Regions from separate parts of the Mus musculus genome. Here region 1 is linked to region 2. A link is a contact called in public HiChIP or PLAC-seq data. All regions are on one chromosome and are shown on one strand. The core of a region is the stretch at or near the end of the contact, and the rest is flanking DNA. Distances in the headings are between cores, read along the strand shown. Region 1 holds the start of Eif3f (eukaryotic translation initiation factor 3, subunit F). Region 2 has its middle 12 kb from the start of Cyb5r2.

Region 1 (6,096 bases), core at 166-2,665, 1.2 Mb before region 2:
CTCACCCAAACCCCTCTCATGCTGCAGTTCTGTCACGCCTTGACCTGCGAGCTCTATTTCCTTGCGTCCACTCTCTGCCTCTCTCTGCCTCCCCTTTGCAGGTGCTCTGCTTCAGCCCTCAATCTGCTGTCCAGGCCCAACTCAGGTCTACTACTTTCCACAAAGCAGGCATGTTCTCTAGTTTCCCCTGCCTCGGCTCTGGAATGAGTGCTGGTCATGGGCCTCTGCAGAGACCAGCCTGGAGGAGTCTTCTCAGCTCCCTGTGAGTCCTGCCCCACAGGCAGGTGACCAAACCACTGAGGGCTTCACTTCCTGCCACCCTCCCGTAAGCCTGGGATGCCAACCTCTTCAGATAGTTGGCTTCTCTTCATCTTGAAGGTTAGCGACGGACACATAATACAACAACAGTCTGTGTCCAAATGAAAAATCAGAGGAGTGAGGTGGGGGTTGGGGGTGGGGGTAGAACTTGGAGCTGAGCATATCTAGGGTTTATGAACCAGTATGTAGGAAAACCTTGGGACACGTGCCTGTCTGAAAAGTTTAGGAAAGCTAGATATTATATATCCAGAATATGTTACAAATATACCTGGTTTATTTGAGTTGGAGGAAGCTTCTGACACATCCTCTTCCCTAACATGGGTGGTGGGCACTTTCTGTTTGTGCTGGGGTGGTGGTAGGTCACTGCATAAGAGAGGGCATGTGGGTACTCTGTTTAACGGGTCAAGGGCTTTGAACTTGCTGTCATTTGAGCTTTCATTTTTGGCAGCATGCCCTCTCAGTACCACGTTGTTGGGAGTATAAAATAACATGTAGATCAAGTATCACAAACTACGCAATAGCTTATACCTACTCCTTGCACATTTCTGTGGCTTAACGGCAATTCGGCTGAATTCAGATCACTCGGGAAGGCAAGCCACAGTAGGAAGGTGCAAAAAGAGAAACAGGCTAAGAGTTCAGGGGCGATGGAACGAGAGGAATAGTAAGATGCACAGGAAGAAAACATTAATTTCCCCAGAACTCACCCAACAGGGTTCCAATAACTCGGGCAGCTCCCTCGTTGCGGCGTTCGTAGCTGTCCACGATCGAGGCCAAAATGACGGGGTGTAGCCTGACCACGCGGCCGCCCGGGAAAGGCCCCGGGAGGGCGGGCCCGGGCTGCGAAGGCGCCGGCGTCTGCGCTGGGGCTGGCGCGGAGGCTGGGGTCTGGCCCGGGGCTGCAGGCGCAGCTACAGCAGGATCAGACGAGACGGGCGCCGGGGACGCAGCGGGAGTCGCAGCCGGTGTCGGAGCTGGCGTGGATGGGGTCGGGGCTGAAGCCGGGGCTGCGGTGACGACCGGCGCCGGGGCTGCGGCTGCAGTGGCAGGAGGGACATTAGCCGGTACGGCCGGAGAAGCCATCTTGCCGAGAAAGAGAGAGAGCCTAGAACAGAAGAGCGTGAGTTGGAGGAATTAGAAATTTGATTGGCTAAATTTATACCACGTGAATCATATCTTGATGACTATTGGACATGAAATTTCCGGCTAGTTGTAAGTTTTAGTGCGCGGTGTGCGCTTTAATTTCTGTCCGATGCGCACTCAGTGTGTAGGAGTCCAGAGTAGTTCCTAGTAACTTTAGGACTTCCTGGGGTGGGAATGGGGAGGAAGCAACTAGCAATCTACACAGTTGCCACCAGGTGGCGGCACAGAGTAGTGTAAAGGTCGCAATTGTTTAAGACTTAAATGGATATTAAATATCAGTCTTACAGGGGATTCACTGTTACATCCATTTAACTTATTAATCAATGAATTAAAATTTGGACTCAGGATCTACTTTGCATTCCACGCCTAGCCATATAGGTTAGGTTGGCCTGGAACTTACCTCAACTTTCCTGCCTCTGCTTCCCGAATGCTAGGACTATAGGCAGGAATCATCATGCCTGACCAATAGTGCTTTATTTGTGATGGCTTCATAAGGCATCATTAGGGAGGCATATTCATTCAACAATTTAAATGCTTAATATGCACCAGACTCTCTCTTATATGCTAGGGTATATAAGTGAACTAAATAGCAAAGGGTTGCATTCTCTTTGGGGGAGAGAAAAGGACTAAATCCTACATTAGGTTAGAAAGTGCTTCGATACACAGTAAATTATTATTACTATTTGACTGTGCTATGAGAAAGAAATGATCAGTGGAGGTTATGAGAGCATGAAAGATTATGAAGGGTTAGAGTAGGATACAATGAGGGTATCAAGTTGGAGTGGAAACTTGAAGAATTCAGGCAGCCAACTATTATTTGGGGTTTTGTAGGGAGAGCTCTTCTGGTGGAGTGAACAGTTCATGTAGAGGGCTTAAGGTGAATGAGAGCAAGACTAGTACATTTAAAGAAAGAATTTGGTGGTTAAATGGCATTATCAAAAGAAAGGATAGATCTCTAAGCAGGGCCAGGAGCTAATTATGAAGACTCCTATGCTGGTACTGGAGAGATGGCTCAGCGGTTAGGAACACAACTAGAGTTGTGAGTAGCTGTAAGCCACCAACCAACCCCTTCCCCTTGCTAGAACCTCAACGCAGATTCTCTGCAATAACCTCTTCCAAAGGTCCTAAGTTCAATTCCCAGCAACTACACAGTGGCTTACAATCATTTGTAATAGGATCTGATGCCTCCTTCTGGTGTGTCTGAAGATAGGGACAGTGTGTGTGTGTGTGTAATAGATAAATAAATATTTTCATTTTTTATTTTTATTTTTTGGTTTTTTGAGACAGGGTTTCTCTGTATAGCCCTGGCTGTCCTGGAACTCACTTTGTAGACCAGGCTGGCCTCGAACTCAGAAATCCGCCTGCCTCTGCCTCCCGAGTGCTGGGATTAAAGGCGTGCGCCACCATGCCCGGCAGATAAATCTTTTTAAAAAGACTCCTATGCTATAAAAAAATTTGGGCAGTAGAAAGATAGTTCAGTGAGAGAGAAACACACACACACACACACACACACACACACACACACACACACACAGAGACACAGAGAGAGAGAGAGACAGAGAGACACACAGAGATTCTCTGTTGTTGCAGAAAATCTGCATTGAGGTTCCAGCAAGGGGAAGGGTTGGTTGGTGGCTCACAGCTACACACAACTCTAGTTCCAGAGAAACCTATGTCCTCTTCTGGCCTCCACAGGCATTGCACTCACATGTACATACATACCCAGTCACAGACACATGCATACACAATTAAGAAAATAAAATCTTCAAAATACGTTTGTTTTTATAAAGGAAATGAGTGTTTTATGATCTTCAGGCAGCAAGCTGGAGGTATTGGTTTGATATTGAAAGCCAGCAGGCTCAAACCTCATGAACCAATGTTTTAGTTTTATTCAGAAGGCCAGAGGTAACTCATGATGCTTCGCAGAGTTAGTAGTGTAGGAAGCTCTTTTTACTTTCTCTTTTCAAAACAAGGTTTCTCTGTGTGGCCCTGACTGTCCTGGAACTTAGAGATCCACTTGGCTCTGCCTCCCTGAATGCTGGGATTAAAGGTGTGTGCCACCACTGTCCAGCATCCTTTTTCTTTTATTAAAGTTTTCATGTGTGTGTACTATATGCATAGGTGTGTGTGTGTGTGTGTGTGTGTGTGTGTGCCAGACATGAAGGACATTGGGTGTCCTGCTCTATCACCCTCTTCCCTATTCCCTTAAGACTGTGTCTCTCACTGAGCCTGGCGCTAGGCTGGTAGTCAGCAAACCCCAGCATCCTCTGTCTCACCATCTACAATGCTGGGGTTGCAGGCTCACGAGCTACCACTCCTGGATTTATGTGGGTGCTGGGATTATAACTCAGGTCCTCATGCTTGCATAGCAAGTGCTCTTCCCTGCTGAACTATCTCCTTAGCTCCTTTAAAAAGCTTTCTTGTTGGCATAGATTCTTTGTACTCAGGTGGATATTCCCACCGATTCTCTCTCTCTCTTTAAAGATTATTTATTTATTTATTTATTTATTGAATGTACATGAGTACACTGTTTTCAGATGCACCAGAAGAAGGCATGAGATCCCATTACAGATGGTTGTGAGCCACCATGTGACTGCTGGGAATTGAACTCAGGACCTCTGGAAGAGTAGCCAGTGCTCTTAATCACTGAGCCACCTCACCAACCCCAACCTATTCCTCTCTTTAATCCTCCTCCATTAGTCTTTTTCTTCCCCTAGTCTTCTTTCCACTTTCATGTTATATATGTATGTGCTACGTGTGGGTTATGTTATATATAAAAATAAAATTCTAGGATCCTCAAATGAGGGAAACATGGTCTATAAACAGTAAGAAGAGACCTCCTTTAAAAAATGTATGTATGTATGTATGTATGTATGTATGTATGTATGTGTTTATTTATTCACTTTACATCTTGCTCACTGCCCCCTCCAAGTCACCTCTTCCTGCAATCATTCCTCCATTTTCTCCCTCTTCTTCTCTGGATATGCCCCCATCCTGGCACTTCAAGTCTCTGCAAGGCTAGGCACTTCCTCTCCCACTGAGGCCAGACAAGGCAGCTCAGCTAGAACATATCCCATATACAGATAACAGCTGTTGGGATAGCTCCCACTCCAATTGTTTGGAACCCACATGAAGACCAAGCTGCACATCGGCTACATATGTGTGGGAAGCCTAGTTCCAGCCCGAGTATGTTCTTTGGTTGGTGGTTCAGACTCTGAGAGCTCCAAGGGTCTAAGATAGTTGATTCTGTTGGTCTTCCTGTAGAGTTCCTATCCCCTTAGGATCCTGCAATCATTCTTATTCTTCCATTAGAATCCTCAATCTCCGTCCACTGTTTGTCTTTATCTGTCTAAGTCAGCTGCTGGGTGGAGCATCTCAGAGGACAGCCATTCTGCAAGCATAACAGAGTATCATTAATAGTGTCAGGGATTGGTGTTTGCCTATGGGAAGAGGAGACCCTTCTTAGTCATGAGAGGGCCAGGCTTTTTCTTTTGTTCAGGCCTCATCTGATGGGATGAGGGACACCCACATTAGGAAGCACAGTTTGCTTTTGTCAGCTACTGACTCAAATGTCTCATTCCAAGGACAGCCTCACAGAAACTCTCAGTGATGTGTGGACAAAATAAACCCCATCACATATCATTTTCTAGTTGTCCTGGGAAGTGTGTTTGAAAAGTCATACCTGAAAAAAAAATAAAGCCAAACCAGACCAGACCAGACCAGACCAGACCAGACCAGACCAGACCAGACCAGACCAAACCAAACTAAACCAAACCAAGCCAGGATCATCTCCGTTGTTAACCTAGCCCATCTTAAGGACTGAAAGGAAGCTCCTCTCTGTCTCTCTGTCTCTGTCTCTCTGTTTCTGTCTCTTTGTCTCCCTCTCCTTCTCTCTCCCCCCTCTCTCCAGCTCTCTCTCTAGCTCCCTCTCCAGCTCTTTGCTCTTCCCTTCCCTTTCTGTTTTGCTTTCCTGCTCAGTTTATTTGTTTTATGTCTCCCTATATCTCTTAACTCACTTTGTCTATCTGTTTCTATCCCTGGTCCCTGTTTTCCCCATTTTTATCTTCTTTTGGATACCCAGTTTCTCTAGTTGTCACCGTCTTTTCCGTCTCTAGCCAGGGCAGGGTTAACATCATCTCATTTCTTGCCTCCGCCCCTCCAATTAAACTCAGTTCCTGTTTCTATAAATACTTAGGTGTTACTAAGAATCTCTGGCACACTGACTTAGACCTTGAGATCTGGCGTTGGTACAGTAAGTGGCCTCTGCTTCTTGTTGTTCTGTCTAGAGAGTCATGTCTCATTCTTTTGTTTTCTCATCTTGGCTTCTTGGCCTTGAACTCTTGGTACTTTGTTGTTTATTTCTAGCCTGAGTTTGCCTAGGGTTTTGAGTAAGTCAGGTCTCATTCCTACCATTTTCCCTGGACTCCGGGGGTTTTCACTGAGGGCTGTGACTGGGCGGCTTGGGGGAGAGAGAAAGGTGCACAGTTGAGGGCTGGCAGTTCACATCCTGGCCTCTCCCCTGTCCTGCTACCATTGCTGTCAAGCTCTTTAGAAATTCTCTTAGCCATACATCAAGTAGAATAGAGCATCTATCAGACATACCCTCATTCATCTTCTGAACAGGAAAACCACACAACT
Region 2 (6,321 bases), core at 849-3,348:
AATTTCTTGAGTTCTTCATATATTTTGGATATTAGCCCTCTATCGGATGTAGGGTTGGTGAAGATTTTTTTTTCCAATCTGTAGGTTGCCAATTTGTCCTATTGACTATGTCTTTTGGCTTATAGAATCTTTTCAGTTTCATGAGGTCCCATTTATCAATTATTGATCTTATAGCCTGAACCATTAGTGTTCTGTTCAGGAAATTTGAGGCTCTTTCCCACTTTCTCTTCTATTCCATTCAGTGTATCTGGTTTTATGTTGAGGTTCTTGATCCAACTGGACTAGAGCTTTGTGCAAGGTAACAAATCTGCTGACCTGGAACTCACTACGTAGACCAGGCTGACCTCAAATTTTAAAAGGAACTACTTTTACTTTAATAACAGGAATTCTTTAAGTAGATGAGAAGTCTAACAAGCTATAATGGCTCAAAAATCCCATTTTTACCTCTAAAGCACACTGAGGTATTGTATTCCCTTCACCACAGGGATAGTATGAAGAGAAGTAGGTGATGGCTTCACTTTTGAAGTAAGTATCTACTAGAAAACCTGGTATTTCTGCTCTCTCCCAACACTTCTGGGGGCAAGGAAAAGTCATCTGGTAGCTTGAAAAGGTCTTTTCCGGATAGACTGGCTGTGATGACTAAGAATCATCTTGCCAAGTGTGGTGTTGTTTGATCCCATCATTTGGAAGGAAGATGTAGGTGGTTCAGGCTAGACAAGGCTACACAGAGACCCCTATCTCAAAAAAAAAAAAAAAAAAAAGTTCTGTATCTGTAGAGAACATTCTAAGTCATTTAAAGAAAATTCTCTTAAGAAGTAAATGAATGTTCCTGTGTAAAAAGCTTTGTCTTGATGTTTAGAAACGCTGCTTCTGGTGTGAAATAAGAGGCATGTCCTCCATTTCTAATTTCAGGACTTCGGTTTTCCTCTTGCTTCTGCATTAGTATTGGCCATGTATAGAACAAGGACCAAGATGGACAGCTTCACAGACTCTGAGGATCTCATCTTACTTGGGAAAGTGAGGTCTAATCAATATACCCCACATTATTCATCTCTCCTCAGTCCTTACCACAATAATTAACATACAGATTAAGGAGCTAAGTTAGCAGATAAAATATATCACAATATTCAGTCTATACGTTATATATCAAGGTTGAAGACCCACAAACCCCAGAATCATTAGAAAAGCTTGCCTGGTCCTGTTTGCAATCAGGAAGCTCTGACATAAGTATTTCTGCCAAGTGTACAACCCCCTCAGTCTCCTAGATATACCGTACCATTTTGTCTTCAGTTTTGATTTTAATTTTTGTTTGTTTGTTTTAATTTTTATTACATTTGTTTACCTAGTTTGTGTTGCAGTAAATCTCTCCAACCTAATTATGCCCCAGCAATGAAAACACAACACAGTTTATATGAATACATGCTGTGTGCCTTGATTGGGCAGATGTATAGCTATACTACCATCTTCCGCATCTATGAGAACCCTTAGAACTTGCAGTTTCTCCAGGCCACGTGCTTCTGCTCTGCTTTTCTTCTTCTTCCTCTTCCTCTGTGTCCTCTCTCTTTTCCATTTTCTCCTTCTTCTCTCCCTCTCACCTTCTGCCCCACCTTCCCTTCTATCTACCCAATCCTCAGCTCTCCTTTATTTTACAAATTAAGGTGGGAAGCAGGTTTACAGGAAATCACCTGAGTGGTGACTCATTCCTTGTTCAAAGCCACTCACAGGAGAATGGAATTAACATCAAATATAATTAGCCCCAGAGCTATCCACCACGTTTGTGTTTCTGTGTGCATGCAGATGCATGCATATGAAAGAGAGAGAGAACAACACAGAGACAGAGTATAAGAGAGAAAAACGTGTGCCCTGGCATATATCACCATCAGAGAAAAACTTGTAGGATTCGATTCTCTTCTTTTACCATGCGGATCCCAGGGATTATACTCAGGTTACCTGGCCTGGTAGCCAACATCTTTCACCACTGAGCCATCTCACCCACCCTTGTTTTGGTTTTCTTGAAGCAGGGTCTTATTATGTAACATAGGCTGTCCTAAAACTCACTATGTGCTCCAACCTGGCCTTGTCTTGAAATTCTTCTGCCTCCACCTAATGAATGCTGGTATCACATGCATAAGCTACCATGCCTGGCTTACCACACCACTTAAGGGACAATCACCTAGATCCCAGGCTGAGGACAGACTAACATCCATATATTTCCACGTGCATTCATGCCCTTGTGAACATTTCAGCCTGTATCTCCATGGCAACAAGACGAAAAGAATGTGTTTGCTGAGTCATTGGTCTTCCTTCCCACCGTGTCCACCAAAGGAGCCCTAACCTTTCTCTCCACAGTTTTCAACAGAAATCTTGGAGACTTCTACCCTGAGGGAAGAACTTGTCTCTCGCCATGGTATAAGTGCACGTGATACTCTACAGACTCGTGTTCAGGGTGACTGCAGATTCTCATCTCCCCCTCCCTTCCTCCTCCAAGTCCAACGCCCCAGTATCATTCCAGCTCTTTAATAGACTTTCCACTATGCACTTTCAGCATTCCCTACCCTCCCCCACCCCCCATTCCCAGAGTACTGGCTAAGCAGATCCTGATGAAACAACAAATTCCTCCCTCTTACAAAGCCCCTTAACCATGCTCAGGCCATCCCCATATCTAAGTCTCAGGTCCCAATACCCATAAATGCATTTAACCTGGAACTCCCAATGGTCACAACTGTCAAGAGAATATTTCCCTATGTGCAACACACAACCATAATTGTCTTCTAAACTCCAGAGAAGAAACAGAAATCAAGGATTTGGAAGCTGGGATAAAGTAATACAAGGGGAGTGAGAGATTAAATGAGAAAGCTCTGTGGGACCAGCTGGGGTGGCGCAGAGGAAAGGGAGGCCAAAGCAGATGTTCTGTTGTAGAGGATGAGACAAGGGGAATTGCTTTGGAGGAATGAAGAGAGAGGTGAGAGTATGAAGTTTTTATACCTGCTTCCCTGGCAGGAGCTGCCAATGTGTCTTCAGGGAACGCCTGCTGGAGTTGTGGGATGGGATAAAGCAAAGAGTTGGGGAGGAAGGTTAGGAGAGGAAGATCTGTGGGATCCACTAGAGATGAGGTGGGGGAAGATTGTTATAGGAATTCTGATGTAGAGATGGGGAATTGGACTTGGAGAAATGGAGCGAGATGTGAGGATCTGCAGTTAGCCTAACAGTTTCTCTGGCAGGAGTAGCCAGTGTTGGCAAGGAGTGCCTACTGGAGTTGGGTATTTGGATAAAGCAATGCATGGGGGGAGAGTGGTTAGGAGGGAAGATCTGTGGGATACACTGGACATGGGGGCAGAAGGAGAAAGGAGGCTGCAGTAGGTGTCCCATTGTAGAGCTGGGAATGAGAATGGGGGATTTGATTTGGAGGAGCAGAGGGAGAGGTGAAGGTCTGAACTTAGCCTACCTGCTTTTCTGACTGGAGTTGACTTTGATTTTCATCTGATGGCTTTGTATCAGAGTTCTTAGGATCAGAGCCTGGGTGTTCTCAGCTTTAACAACCTAGGCTTAACTACCCACCTTCAACAGACCAATTGAAGAAACCATTAGTAATGAATGTGGCCACACCAGGAAGACAAACTGTGAGGCCCATCTTTGGTTCAGGCTCCTGACATGAGGCTAACATTAAAAAAGAAGACAAGAGGTATGTGTAACTAAAGCAGACTTGGTCAAGGTGTGGCACAGGCATGTCATTGTCTTAGTTCCAGTTTTTCCTGCAAGATGATCTGACAAGTTGTCAGAACCATCAGAACTATGTCTTTTTCCCAAGCTTTGTTCCTGAAAGGATGGTTACATAATGGTACCCAGAGACAGATGCTAAATGATGCTTTGGGGAAAAGGACCATAATTGAGTCATGTGGGTTGAGATTTCAGTGTTGTACAGCCTAGGCTTTGTTAAAAACAAGTTGGGGGTTTGACATGGTGAAAGAGACAGAAACAATAGGAAGTGTACACCCTTTCTTCTGTTTTTCTTCCTGTTACTGGATCACCTGCTCTGCTCTTTTCTAGCCAAATACTTACCTGAAGCCTTTTTAGGTTATTATTACAATAGATAAAAAGCACCACTTTATGAGCCCACAAACCATGGAAGGAAATGAATAAAACAGTTCAAGACCTGAGAATGGAAATAGGATCAATAAGGAACACAAACTTAGGAAAAAGCAGAAATGAAAAATTTAGGAATTTGAACAGGAAACACAGAGGCAGGCTTTGCCAACAGAATACAAGCAATGGAAGAGATGATCTCAGAAGAAGCAGATAGAAGAAAATCAGATAGAAGATCAGTCAAGATAACGCTAAATCTAAAAGTCTCCTGGGGAAAAATCCAGGAAATCTGGGATACTAAGAAATAATAGAATAGAGAAAGGACAAGATTCTCAACTCAAAGGCCCAGAAAATATATTCAACAAAATCATAGAAAAAAATTTCCCTAACCTAAGGTAGGCATGGCCTATACATGTACAAGAGGTATACAGAACACCAAATAAATTGTACCAGAAAAGAAAGATCCCTCAGCACATAACGATCAAAACACTAAATGTGTAGAACAAAGAAAGAATATTAAAAACCTGCAAAGGAAAAAGATCATATATATAACATATAAAGGCAGACCTATTAGAATTACATCTTGACTTCTCAATGGAAACTCTAAAAGACAGAAGGGCCTGGACAGATGTGCTGCAGAATCTGAAACCACAGATTCCAGCCCAGACTGCTATGCTCAGAAAAACTTCAGTCATCATAGATGGTAAAAATAAGACATTCCATGATCGACCTAAAATTAAACAATATCATTTACAAATGCAGCCCTATTGAAGGTACTAGAAGGAAAACTCCAATCTTATCAGGTTAACTACAACCATAAAAACACAAAGAATAAATAATCTCATACCAGCAAAGTCAAAATAAGGAAAGAAACACACACACACACACACACACACACACATCCACAAACTTTCACTAATAGACAGATCACCATACAAAAACTAAGCAGAGAAGTGCTGGAGCTAAGTTATAAAGCAAAGGACTTAACAGATAGTTACAGAACATTTCACCCGAACCCAAAAATGTATACCTTCTTCTTAACACCTCATAGAACTTTCTTCAAACTTTACCACATAATTAGGCACAAAGCAAGTCTCAATAAACACAAGAAACCTGAAATAATATTTGTGGTGGTTTGAATAGATATGGCCCCCACAGAGTCCTGTGTTTGAATGCTTGGTCTTAGGAGTAGTACTATTAGGAGATATCAGCCTTAAAGGAGGTGTGTCTCTGTGGAGGCAGGTTTTGAGGTGATATATACTCAAGCTATGCTCAGTATGGCACACTGGCCCCTTCTGTTGCCTATAGATCATGATCTATAATTCTCAGCTCCTTCTCCAGCACTGTGTCTTCCTGGGCACTGCCATGCTTCCCACTATGATGAAAATGAACTGAACCTCTGAAACAGTAAGCCAGCGCCAATTAAATGTTTTCCTTTATAAGAGTTGCCTTGATCATGGTATCTCTTCATAGCAATAAAACCCTAATTAGGACAACATCCTACATCTTATCTGACCCCCACGAATTAAAGCTGGACATCAACAATAACAAAAATGACAGAAAGCTTACAAACTCAAAGAGAGTGAACAACTCTCTACTAACCAAAAAAAAAGGGTGGGGGGGGGTCAAGACAGAAATTAGAAAATAAGTCAAAGAGGGTCTAGAATTGAATGAAAGTGAATACTAAATGTTCCCAAATGTATGGGACCACAATGAAGGTGGATCTAAGAGGCAAGTTCATAACACTAAATGCTTACATTAAAAACCAAAACAAAACAAACAAACAAAAAACTGGAGAGATCTCAAGTGAGTAACTTAGCAGCCTACCTGAAACCTCCAGAATAAAGAGAAAAATATCACACCCAAAACAAGTAGATGGCAAGAAATAATCAAACTAGGGCTGAAATCAATAAAATAGACACAGATACAAAGAATCTATGAAACTAAAAGTAGGTTTTTTGTAAAAAAAAAAAAATCATTGTATTGTTCTTACTTATCCAAACTAACCAAAAGGCAGAGGGAAAATGTCCAAAATAGCAAAATTAAAAACAAAACGGGGTACATAATGAGAGTCATGAGGAAATCCAGAGAATTGTAAGGACATATTTTAGAATCTGTACTCCACCAAACTGGAAAATCTAAAAGAAATGGATAGTTCCTCAGTACATACCACTTACCAATGCTAAATCAAGATAAGATAAGATAAAATAAGATAAGATAAGATAAGCAATTTTAAAA

What was found. HiChIP or PLAC-seq counts read pairs in DNA pulled down with a chosen protein or histone mark.
Region 1: a contact with region 2 is called in an H3K4me3 HiChIP or PLAC-seq map of embryonic stem cells, with 14 times the contacts expected there. The contact joins the promoter of Eif3f here to the enhancer-like site in region 2. A contact is called at or near these places in 5 of 39 promoter capture datasets (cranial neural crest, embryonic stem cells, frontonasal cranial neural crest and 2 more), 5 of 115 datasets of contacts at active chromatin or transcription factors (embryonic stem cells, pro-B cells and stem cell-derived neural progenitor cells) and 1 of 9 other capture datasets (embryonic stem cells).

What each region holds. Positions count from the first base shown.
Region 1 is chr7:108,929,734-108,935,829 of GRCm38.p6, reverse strand. Eif3f (eukaryotic translation initiation factor 3, subunit F) reads right to left here and starts at 1,415. Exons shown (of 8, transcript NM_025344.2): 1 at 1,023-1,415. The coding sequence starts at 1,398. It overlaps Nlrp10 (NLR family, pyrin domain containing 10), which reads left to right and starts at 5,672. Exons shown (of 3, transcript NM_175532.3): 1 at 5,672-5,710.
Region 2 is chr7:107,766,963-107,773,283 of GRCm38.p6, reverse strand. No RefSeq gene overlaps it. Among named protein-coding and RNA genes, the nearest start is that of Cyb5r2, 12 kb to the right of the region's middle. Within about 2 kb of position 2,098, at least 8 of the 459 cell types and tissues checked have an H3K27ac peak or open chromatin away from gene starts, as enhancers often do. A contact at or near this core is called in embryonic stem cells, where this site is marked.